3 separate regions of the Gossypium hirsutum genome follow, and regions 1 and 2 are each linked to region 3. Evidence: chromatin contacts called from public Hi-C data. All regions are on one chromosome and are shown on one strand. The core of a region is the stretch at or near the end of the contact, and the rest is flanking DNA. Distances in the headings are between cores, read along the strand shown.

What was found. A called contact is a pair of places that touch in the nucleus more often than the background predicts.
Region 1: a Hi-C map of leaf shows a contact between it and region 3, with 2.3 times the contacts expected there. The contact joins the promoter of LOC107921277 here to the promoter of LOC107922093 in region 3. A contact is called at or near these places in 2 of 34 Hi-C or Micro-C datasets (both in leaf).
Region 2: a Hi-C map of leaf shows a contact between it and region 3, with 2.5 times the contacts expected there. The contact joins the promoter of LOC107921999 here to the promoter of LOC107922093 in region 3. A contact is called at or near these places in 3 of 34 Hi-C or Micro-C datasets (callus and leaf).

The regions. Positions count from the first base shown.
Region 1 is chrD01:28,432,203-28,436,539 of Gossypium_hirsutum_v2.1, forward strand. LOC107921277 (pentatricopeptide repeat-containing protein At2g33680) reads left to right here and starts at 2,578. Exons shown (of 2, transcript XM_041086508.1): 1 at 2,578-4,337. The coding sequence starts at 2,581.
Region 2 is chrD01:28,374,047-28,378,001 of Gossypium_hirsutum_v2.1, forward strand. LOC107921999 (probable galactinol--sucrose galactosyltransferase 2) reads right to left here and starts at 2,503. Exons shown (of 14, transcript XM_016851807.2): 1 at 2,272-2,503; 2 at 380-586. The coding sequence starts at 570.
Region 3 is chrD01:28,838,189-28,842,085 of Gossypium_hirsutum_v2.1, forward strand. It overlaps LOC107922093 (zinc finger CCCH domain-containing protein 30), which reads left to right and starts at 2,627. Exons shown (of 2, transcript XM_016851932.2): 1 at 2,627-3,054; 2 at 3,749-3,897. The coding sequence starts at 3,863.

The DNA.
Region 1 (4,337 bases), core at 1,328-3,827, 410 kb before region 3:
GTCACCTAGCCCTGTGTCACACACAGCTGAGACACACGCCCGTGTCTCTGCCCTTGTGGACAAAAATAGGTAATTTCTAAGTCACATTTCTCAGCTAATTTGGTACCAATCTAAACACAACAATTTGCACATCAACAAGCCATAACAAGACATTCGAATCAAGCTAAAATTAAGTCTTAAACATGTATTATCACAACATACAACCAATATACCCTATAACATGTCAACCAAATATACTATTTCAAACCAATCATCAATATACCTATAAGTTTTCCATCCTTCAACCATATCAAACACACATTAAATATATTAAGACCACATATATAAAACACATTAAAATATATCAAACACAAGTCATTCAAATGGCTTGTCTTAACAAAACATTTATATACCAACATTGGCCAAATTATCCTATACATGCCATTATAACCGAAATTAATTTACTTAAAGTACAAAAAGAGCCGATGGATAGTGTGAAATAGCTCTGACCAGCTTCTAACCCAAATGAGCTTCCGAATTACTATAAAACATGAAAAATAATACAGAGTAAGCATTTAAGCTTAGTAAGTTCGTATAACAAAAAATTTAACTTACCATACATCCATACAATAGGTAAGTAAACATAACATATCTCAATCAATTTGGCCAAAAGTCTAAACACATGATCACCAACATATTAGCCATGAAAATCACATATAAAATCCAACACACATGGTTGAATTCATCAAATATTCATATTTCATGCATATATTGGCAATAGTTCATATTAAACTCATATGATTTCATAACAGAATTGTGCCCGTTGAACCATTTAGAATGCCGTTGGATACACGAGTAGTACACACGAGGTGTACTAAACTGTAATCCGTCAATTCATATTCATGTATGCTCCTCCGAGCTGTAAACGGAAAGCTCCTCCGAGCTGAATAATAGGAAGTTCATGTGAGCTAAATAACGGGAAGCTCATGCGAGCTGTATAACGGGAAGCTCATACGAGCTGTGGCGTGTCTGCAACACATGCAGGACCAAACCAAATCGGTAACCCTAATGACATGTCATTTGTATCCTACGAATTTCATAAGGTTCACACGGGACTCGATAATCGTCGAATATACAACCAGTATTTATTCGTGTAATTAAATTGTACAATTCACAAGCAATAATTCAATTTAAAACATATTAATGTACAATTTAATTACAATAACTTACCTCGACGAGTTTATGTAGATACGAATGCAACTAATCTGATATTTTTCCTTTGCCTCGATCTAACTCCGTACTAGGTCTAACCGAATCTATACGAATAAATTTAACTCAATTAAATATAATTCATATTCAATTTAGTCCAACACACATTTTTTGGAAAAATTACTATTTTTCCCTATACTTTTAATTTATTACAATTTAGTCCCTAGGTTTGGAAAATGACTTTCATGCAATTTAATCCTTACTCAAGCCTAGTAAATTTTTATACATATTAATAGCAACCGACATAATTCACAATTTCACAATTTTACCATAAATTTATCATCTGTTTCAATTTATTCCCTAATTGATAATTTCATCAAAATTCTCTTTACAAAAGTTATTTATCTAACAACAACTTTTCATTTTTTTTATCATAAAGCTTCAAAATTCAAGCATACTCATCAATATAAAAACCTTAATACTTTATCAATTTTGCAAATTAATCCCCGAGCTAGCTAGATTAAGCTACTACGATCTCGGAAACATAGAAATCATCAAAAACGGGACAAAATACATACCTAATTAAGCAAAACAAGCTTGCTAATATCTCAATCTACCATGGTTAGGTTTTCTCTCTTTTTTTTTATTTGGTGGTAGATGATGATAATAGATTTTTTAATTTTATTTAATATCACTTTAATTGATAATTTCTAAAATTAACCTTAATGTTTCATGAAATTTCCAATGATGACTATTCATGCCTAACCACTAAGCATTTTAATGGTCTATTTACTATATAAGGACCTCCAATTTAAAATTCTATAGCTATTTAATACCTTTAGCTATTAGAACTCAACTTTTGCACTTAATGCAATTTAGTCCTTTTCATCAAATTAGGTATGTAAACGAAAAATGTCTTAACAAAATTTTTATACTATATTTCTATCATATAGTAGAAAATAAAATAATAATAATAAATTTTTTCCGACTTTAGATTTGTGGTCCCAAAATCACTGTTCCGATTTTACTAAAAACGGACTGTTACAAGACATCATTAGCTAACTAGTTATTTTTCACTACAATATCTTTTTAAAAACATTATGATTTGAAAAATAAAAGATTTTTTTTGGAACTTTCTAGCAATGTTAATGATTTGAACTAAATCATTATGAGAATTAAATGAGTCAAACAAAATTATTGGGACTGAATCCTCAAATTACATGGACAGAAAACCATAAATTAAACTAACAGAAACTGTTTATCGGGTCAGTTTTCTCATAGGCCCCATTTTGGGTCCAATTAAGCCCAAGCCAAATTTCAGCCCAGGAGCATATATGTGCCTTTTTTTTTTTGAATTTATTTATTAATTTGTTTGATTCAAATCAAATATCCATGGAAGCTGCTTATGGCGCCACCGTTCTTCTTCATCCGTTTAAACCCCAAAATCCAGTGTTTTTAACAAAAGCCAAGCTACCTGTTAAGGCCAAATGCCCATCTTTAAAAAAAGTCAATTGCTCCATCTCCAGCATTTCAACTAATAAAGAGATGGTTCTCGCTGAAGATTGGCCTCATCTTCTCAAGCTCTCCATCGGGTCTGGAAATTTCTTGTTGGGTCAAGCAATTCACGCTTTTTTAATAAAATCCAACTCTTCAAATGATGTTTTTCAAGGAAATAATCTTATCAATTTTTATACTAAATTCAACGAACTGCATGATGCCCGAAAGGTGTTTGATGAAATTCCTGTTAGAAACACAATCACTTGGACTACTTTAATTAAAGGGCATTTAAACAATGGAGACTCCGAATCCGTGTTTAGTATCGCTCATGATATGTGTTTCTCTGGTGAGAAGTTCAACGAACATACTTGTTCGGTGATTTTACAAGCGTGTAGCGAGGAAGAAGACTTGATTCGAGGTGAGCAAATCCATGGTTTTGTTATAAAAAGTGGGATTGAAGGGAATGCTTTTGTGGGTACTTCTTTGATTTCCTTGTATTCAACGACTGGTTTCTTAAATGAAGCGGAAAATGTTTTTAACAACATTAGCGTCAAGGATGTTCAGTGTTTGAATTACATGATTTTGGAGTATGGAAAGGCTGGGTTTATGGAGAAAGCTTTTCAGGCTTTTGTTGATGTGTTAAGCTCAGATTTGGAGCCAACCGATTATACTTTTACTAATATAATAAGCACATTTAGTGAAAATGTAGGCATTGAGGAAGGGAGACAGTTGCATGGGCTTGCTGTCAAGTATGGAGTCATCAATGTGACCTCTTTAGGGAATGCTCTGATTACTATGTATGGGAAGCTTGGAATGGTTGAAGACAGTGAGAGAATGTTTCATTCTTTGAGTGAGAGGAATTTGATTTCTTGGACTGCGCTTATATCGGGGTATGTAAGAAATGGTTGCAGTGAAAAGGCTGCTGATATATTCTTGGAATTACTTTACCATGGAATTTACTGTGATCCAAGTTGTTTAGTAACTGTGCTCGATGGCTGCTCAGAGTGCAGAAACTTGGATTTGGGAGTTCAGCTCCATGGATTTGTGATTAAGAGTGGTTATCTGTGTGATGCCAATATTGTGACTGCATTAGTAGATATGTATTCCAAATCCGATAACCTAAAGTCTGCAAAAATAGTTTTCGATGGTTTCTCTAGTAAAAGTATTGCTTTGTTTAATGCTATTCTTGTTGGATTCATAAAAACAAATAGAGATGATGATGATGAAGATGCTATGGTTTTGTTTCGTCAGTTGAGATTTGCTGGTATAAAGCCTGATTTAGTCACTTTCTCAAGGCTTCTTAGTTTATCTGCTAATCAAGCTTGTTTAGTAAAAGGGGAAACTCTTCATGCTTACACCATCAAAACGGGGTTTGAATCCAGTTTAATGGTGAGTAATGCTTTGATCACCATGTATGCTAAATGTGGCAGCATCAAAGGGGCTTGTCAAACATTTGATGGTATGCATTGTCGTGATTCAGTTTCGTGGAATGCCATGGTTTCTGCGTATTCCATTCATGGTCAAGGTAAAGCAGCACTTCGGCTCTTCAAAGAGATTAAAGGAGAAGGTTTTGCAGTTGATGAGTTTACCGTATTGGCTATCCTTCAAGCTTGTTGTTACACAGGGTTATGGCACGATGGGATACGCATATT
Region 2 (3,955 bases), core at 1,253-3,752, 460 kb before region 3:
GTGTAAACTGATCAAAAGCGTTCAAAAAATAAAGTAAAAGGATGATGTAGAATCTTAAGGCAACAGTCAGTAACATAAGACGCTTGATACTGTTAGTCATAAGAATAGGAACCAACCATCTCTTTCTTGACAACTAATAGTACTTTATAGCTAATGCTATCTGTTAAATTTTTTTTTTTAAATGAAACAACCAAATTATAAAATGAAAATCCATTGAGTTGCTAAATCTCAAACTCCCAATCCATAAATAAATTTTCACACAATGATGCAATCACCAAACAGAATATGATGAAATAACATCAATTCTAGTTAAGAAAAAGAAGGTACATGAATGTTAAAATTGGAGGATAATAGAGTTTTCAAAGGAGAATGTGCTTACTCTAAAACACCTATTGGAAAGACATGAAGGCTTTTGCAATCCGAAGCAGTAGCACCTATAAAAGCACCAGCAACAAGCCCGACACCGGATCCTGGGGTCAAAACTATGTTATCAGGCATTCCAGTGAGGATGGTCTTCCCATGAACCACAAGGTTCCCATCGTTGATGGAAATTCCTGGCGTGACAGTCATTTTTTATGATGAGCACCTGATAATTGTCAGACAACACAACAAACGACATCAATGACAACTCACAGAACAGACATATAAGAACAAAAAAAAAAGTTAAAAGATGTTTACATTAAGTTTAGAAACAGAGTTTCAATAAAATTAATTAAGAATTATACTAGATAACAAAAACAAAAATTTAAAGATCACCTATTTGCAGAAGACGAATACAGCAAAATAAAAATGGGTAAGGGGTAGGGTCTAAAATTTTGACCTATGGGTTTAAAATATCTTGGAAAGTTTAGGCTTTTGTAAGGAACATTTCCAGTGCCATGAGATTTCCCTGAAGGGAGAAACCACCCCAATTGCTTCACTGATGTTGTCCTTAACACTTTCTCACCTATCCGCTGAATAATCATGGCATTTTGAACCCACCAAAAACTTATAAAGAAAGAAAAAAAATTCTGAAAAAGAAAAAATTGTGTAAAATATTAAAAAGCATTTTTTTATCGATACAGAAAACCAGCTCTGTTTTTTTTCCTCTTTTTTTTCTTTGTTTATTGGGATAAAATATTATGTCCATGAAGAAAAATTTGGAATGGTCAAGGTATGAAGGAAAAAGAAAGCAACTGTTCAAATTTATTTATTTACTGTGATTTAAGCTACAGTTCGTCGCTAAATTGGGATTGTAAACTACTTTTGGGGGTTTTTTTTTTTTTGAAGGAATATACGAACTATTTTTTATAATCAAGTAACTTTCAGGTGGTTTACTTGAAGATCATCAACGGAAAAAAATAAATATGAAAAAGAGAAGGCAGCCAGCGGACCACAATGATCTGTTCAGACTATAAGCAAAGCTCCTCTTTTTATTAGAAAAATAAACAAATTCTTAATTTTCTACTTTCGAAAAAAAAAATTCTAAGAAAAAAGAAAAGAAAAGAAAAAGTGTATACTTAGTTAGAGCAAGTTTGGACGGATACACGAGAAAAGCAGGTCCAATAATCTAAAAGATCTTCACGATTAATAAAGCGGAAGAAAAAACGTGAAAAAGAAAACACGAACTTTTTTTAGTTAAACAGAGGATTATAAAAAGTTGGCAAAATTTTAAACGACGATGAATTTTCAATTAAACAGATATTTATAAAAAAAAAAAAAATTTGTCACCGTAAGAGCAAAATCATAATTCATAACCAAGTAATTCGAGGGATTTATCGTCGTGATCTTAACTCTTACGTAAATAAGATTTTATTGTTATAATTACGTTCTTCGTCAAGCGCAGATCTACTCCATACCATAATCCATAGTCATGGAAAGCAGAAGCTTCATAAATCGATCAAAATCTCAGAATTAACAAACAGGAAATTTTAAAAAAAAAATCAGATCATAAAAACTCCAAATCACGTCTCATTTCATGATCATAATACCACGAAACCAGAAACAAATCGCAGAGAGGAAAAACAGTACTTAAAAAAAAGAAATAAAGTAAAATACAATTTAAATAACAAATCCATAAAACTTCCAAAATTAACAAACAAAAAGTTCTAAAAGATTTCAGATCATAGAAACTCCAAAATCCAAATCCAAATCACGTCTCATTTCATGATCACCACGGAAACAACAACAAGTCATCCAAAAGGGAAACAAATATTACTCTAAAAAGAGAATCCACCGAAAACCACTATTTAATTTCACAGTTGACGGCTGAGAACCCCAAAATGAACTCACCTATATCCGGCGAGGCTACCTTGGGTCGTTAAGCAGCCAATATGACTAAAAAGCTTGAAACACTCTTTACTCCAAAACTTTAAACAAAAGAAAACGAAAGAAACACTCAGCAGAAGCGCACTCCGACGAAGGGAATGCCTCTTCTTTAGAGAGAGGGAGAGAGAGCGAAACCACTAAAAATGGCTTTGTTTTCCTCTTTCAGACGACGGATGCGAGTAATGACGGTGAAGAAGCTGGGTTTATATAGCAACAATTTCTGGGGGTTAAATATCGAGCAACTTCTATTACGGGATGATTGGTGTACTGCCACGTGGATTTTTTGTGCCATTCTTTTAGAAATGTTTTGTTTTTGTTTTACAATTTTTTTAATGAATAAAATAATAATAAACATATTAGATATTTTGGGTGGGTTTATTGCTAACTGTTGCTGAGCAATCCGTGGCTGAGTGACAGAAGGTATCTCTGAATAGCAAATATAAAGAGCGGTGGAAATGAAAGGGGGTTGTAATTTCTATTAAAACATGAATTTGATTATTTGTGGATCCGTATGTTACTTGTTTTTGTTAATTTTAATTTGTTTCTTTTTTTTTTAATTTCAATTTACTAAGCAATTCAATCATTCAAAGGATAATTTATTTAATTTGTATTCTAATACTATTTCTCGTAATGCTATTAATGGTTACCTTGATAATACTAAAAACTAATTAAATACTAAAATAATATCCTAGTGACATCATTTACCAAAATAGGGTGAAATTAACAATGCTAGGAGGTGGAGGGATAAGGGGTGGCAGCATCACCCATTTTTATTCTCAATCATACCTCCATCATTAGCTCATGATATGTTTTAAAAAAATAATTTCTAACGGTGAAAAAACGTTATACGGTGATACCGGTATATAAAAAAAAATTACGGGACAAAACACGGGTAAAAAGGAGTGGAGGGTGCTAAACTGGCGGCACCAAGCTTGGAAGGCATGTGTCAGGTGGCACCAGTTGGAGGAGGAAGGTTGTCAGGCGGCACCAAACCCTTATATATTTGAGTTGAACAGTTATAATAATTTGTATGAAGTGCTGTAAAAAAATTTTGTGTTTTGATCTGTTGAATTGTTATAGTGTTTTTTGTGTTTGGTTGAATGGTTGTAGCAGCTAACAGATAAGAAGAAAGAAAAGGAAATTTTTTTTGTAAAATAGGAGAAAACAAAGAAGCAAAGTCAGAAATATTTGTAAGGTTTGTACAGTGATTAATTTTTGTTATTATATTTTATGAGTAGAATCTTGTTTTGTTTTTGAAAAAAATTATTAAGAAATTTAATTATGTTTAAATATTTTTATAGATTTAGTATTGAAGATAGATAATCAATTCTTCGTATGCGTTTATTTCGATGGAGTAATTTTAACAACAGTTGGTTTTATATTTGAATGTCACCAAAAAATAGTAATGAGATTTAATAAAAATGTGTCGGTTGATAATATGAAAGAACGGATCAGTTCAAAAATTATTAAACATTGTGGGAAGAGAATCTCAAAACCATTCTACAAAGTCCCAGTTTCGACAAATCGCATCAAATTTACCAAAATGGAATTTGTAGACTGGTGGGATTTGTAAACGGTGAAGACATAAAGACAATGGTCACACTTTATTACCGGAATCAGATTGGCCACATTGAACCGATTCAGTTGT
Region 3 (3,897 bases), core at 1,377-3,876:
AACTCAGAACGAACATCCATTTCAGCTCAAGTACCAAATATATATACATTTCAATTCTAGTCATCTAGTACCAACTAGCATCTAGTTAATATATACTTTGTCCTGCCACTTGATGCTAGTTGGTACCTAAATTGTTTTTGAACCTAATTAATATTTAAACTTAGATTTAGTCACGAGCTTTGGTCTTTTTTTAAAGATTATTAAAATATGAAGACATGACAATGGCAACCAATAATACGACAACACGTGGTTAGCATTAATAAAAAAATTTAAGAATCTTTAAAAATATATAAATTTATAAAAATAATATAAATTATTATGTCCAAATTCAACGTGGCGAAATGGATGTCTCAAATCACATGAACTTGAATATTAGGTTGTCCAAATTTATTCTTGGTGTGTTCTTTTTTGTAATTTTAGATATTTTTATTTTTTTTATAAAAATGAGGTTTTTATATTATTAGTTTGCAATTAAAAATTTAAGATTAAAATTTTTTTTTAAAATATATAAAATAAAAAAATTATAAAAATTATTTCATACCCATGAACTTGGACAACCTGATGTCCTGATAAACCTAGTTTACCCAAGATACTTCTAAATGTATTTTTTAATAATTTTAATTTTTAAATTTTAAAATATCAATAATATAAAAACATGATACTTTTACAAAAATATTTTTTTTAAGAAATTCTTATTTTATTTTTTATTTACTAGTAAAATTATACTTTCGGAAAAAGTTCTTATATGTATATTTTAGAAAATGTTAGAATTTTTTTGCACTTTTTTCAATATATCTTCAAAAGTTTCTTTTATCTTCAATAAAACCATTTACTTTGAACTTAATTTTACTCAATTCTTGTTTTTTATACTTTAAATAGATTATTCATTTGCAAGGTTTTTTTTCTGGCCAAATTTTTTTGTTAAATAGATCGTACATCTTGTTTATATGATTTCTTCTTTGTTTTTACTTCAATAATTGTGAGGTTTCGCTTGGAAAATTTCTGATTTTAACAAGTTTTCATATTTTTCTTTGTTGGTATTTTAATGATTTTGGTTGATTTTTTTAATTGTTACTATTAATGTTTTTAGAATCCGATCAATCGTTGAATCGTTCAAATTATTGATTTGTTTGATCAATTGATTCGATTGGTTTAATTAAATAATTTTAAAATTTTAAAAAAATAAAATAAATATCGATTTAATCAATTTTTAGTCGATTTAATCTGTCTGTATTAATTCTCGATCCAAGTGATTTGATTAAAACATCATTGATTAGTAGTTATATACTATTATGCCATTTTTTTTAGTACATTAAGTTTTTTTGAAGTATTGAAGTTTTAGTATTTGATTTTATATATTTCAATACTCATATAATCAAATTTTATAAAATAGAAAATATATATAAAATTACTAAAAAAACACGTTTAGAATGGATTGGATATCTGAGATAAGTTTGGAATTTATTCTTAGTACGAAATATTTTTATAAATTATTTAGGTTTATATTTTATATATCTTTAATTTTAAAATAATAATATAAAATTTGATAGGTTATAAAGAAAACGTATAAAATGCTAAAAACACTTCAAAATGAATATAGATAACAAAACATCCAACTTCCTTTGAAATTCGGAGATTTATTTGTCTTGATTCATTTTGGAAATAATTTTTTTAAATTTGTATATTTAAAATATTTTCTATTTTTATTAATTCTTGCTAAAAATACAAGGCTATTTACATGTCATATTATTTATTGATAGTGTTATGTTATCTAATTTTAATAACTTTATAAAAAATATTAAAAAGAATTAAAATTTAAGTGTGAATTAAATAAAAAAATTAAATACTAACTAAATACAAATGGTGAAATTTAGGAACAACGTATATACCTTGTATATTGGAAGGGAGAATGTATATTGTATTTTTCTTCTTTTCTGTGTTGGTGCTCCATGCTTGTTTTACTTTTTTGTTTTCTTTTGAGATTTGAGTCTACAATTAACCAAAACTAATAAAGGCTTTTCGAGTCCGCCCTTCGTACCCTTACGAGTCCATTGACTGGCGGACTCCATTCCTCTTTGTAAATCCCAGTTGAATCCCCTTCTCGTGCACGCCCGCGCTTCCACCGGCACCTCCGGTCATATGTCCCTCTCCTTTACTCACTTAACCGGTCATCTCTTCTGCCTTTCCACTTCCTCAACCGGTTCTCAGTTTACCAAAAGCATTTTTTTTTTAAGTGACTATGAGGTTTCACAGAATCGTATGGGTTCATAAGTAGGATACGGATGCCTTTTGGCAACGTATCAAAGGTGTTTTAAGGACAATAAAATCTCCTTACGTTTCACAAGCCAATGAAAAGCTGCCATGTCATCCTTTCTTCGTATTCTCCGTAGGAAAACTTGCAGTGGATTGCTATTTCTTTTCGAAAATTTAACCGTCATGTAGTGTGAATTTAGGTTGAATTTCTAAGCAATTTGACTTAAGATACAATGTTAAATTATTACACAAAACTTAGATTGTCACTAGTTAAAATACCAAAAGCCAATAAATCCATACCACGTATCTTTTTTATTTTGACAAATATAACCCTACTTTAAATTTTAATGACATGATGGAAATGAGGCGTTACTATTCCATGGGTCAGCACTCAAGTTAAAATAACGTCATTTAAATCCATTTGCCTTTTTTATTTTTTTCTTTTTCCACTATATTTAGACGGTCCATTTTAACTTTTATCTAAAGAATAAAAGAAATTCTTCAATGTTTTTTTTTTAATTTTTTCTTTTTCCATTTTTTTTCTAATTTTCTTTAATGAAAGAAATGAAGCAGCAGTGACATAGGAAGTGAAGAAGAGAAGCTGTTCATTTTCTCAGAACTCTCACCTTCTAGCTTAAGAAAACCCAAAATATATATCTAATTGAGATTAATTACTAATACTAATACTTTTTCATTTTTGAACATATACCTCAAAGAAGCATTTCTTCTTTTCCCGGTAGATCTGTATAAATCTCTCTCCTTCTTATTGATTTATTGGGACTCGTATGGATTTTTGAACTGGTAAGGCTTTTATTTGGGGTTATAGTTTAGTTTATCTTAGCTAAACAGTTTTATTTTGATTTCTCCTGAATCAGATATTTTATTTACTTCTTCTATTCTTAGTGATTCATATTAATATTTTTTTATTAAGTTATTTTAGTTTGATTTTGATGACCATTGAAAGATTCGTTCTAGGATCATGAGTATTTTTTCTACAAAAAGTATATTTATATGCTTTTGATCTTTTTGTTTATTTACAGTAAAAACATGGATGGAAGTTAGAGAAATGTTTTATTTGATATTTTAAAACTTGTATTAGTTTCTTGATAATAATTTACCTCTCTTTTTTTTTTCTAAATTCTTTAATAAAAGGCTATGTTCTGTTCTTCGCCATCATGTCTGAAGGTGTAGGAAAATATATGTTGTAATTTCATTTTCTTTTGAAGTTCTGATGATCTATAATGTTTTCTCAAGTACTGTACTATTACTTAAATCCCTAATTTCACTGTTTCTCTAAATCTATATTTAATTTTCTACTATTTGTTTTGGTTGACATGTTCTTGATAAACACTGACTTGGCCTTGTTGTTTTCTTAGAATACCATGTGGGTTTATTATTTTATTTTGTACTTATTATTTTTTATATAATGTCTTACGAAGTATTTGATCATATGTATGAAATTGATTGTAATTGCTGTTGTTTTTCTTAATCTCAGTTGGATTCTTATCGAATGAAAGCATGTGTTGTGAATCCAAGCAGTTAAATCCGAATTCGACTCCTATAACATCAAGCACTTGCTTTTGAAGATAGCGGATATCCTTCTAGAGAGATGAATCATTTGACGTTAGTGACTGATGATACTTT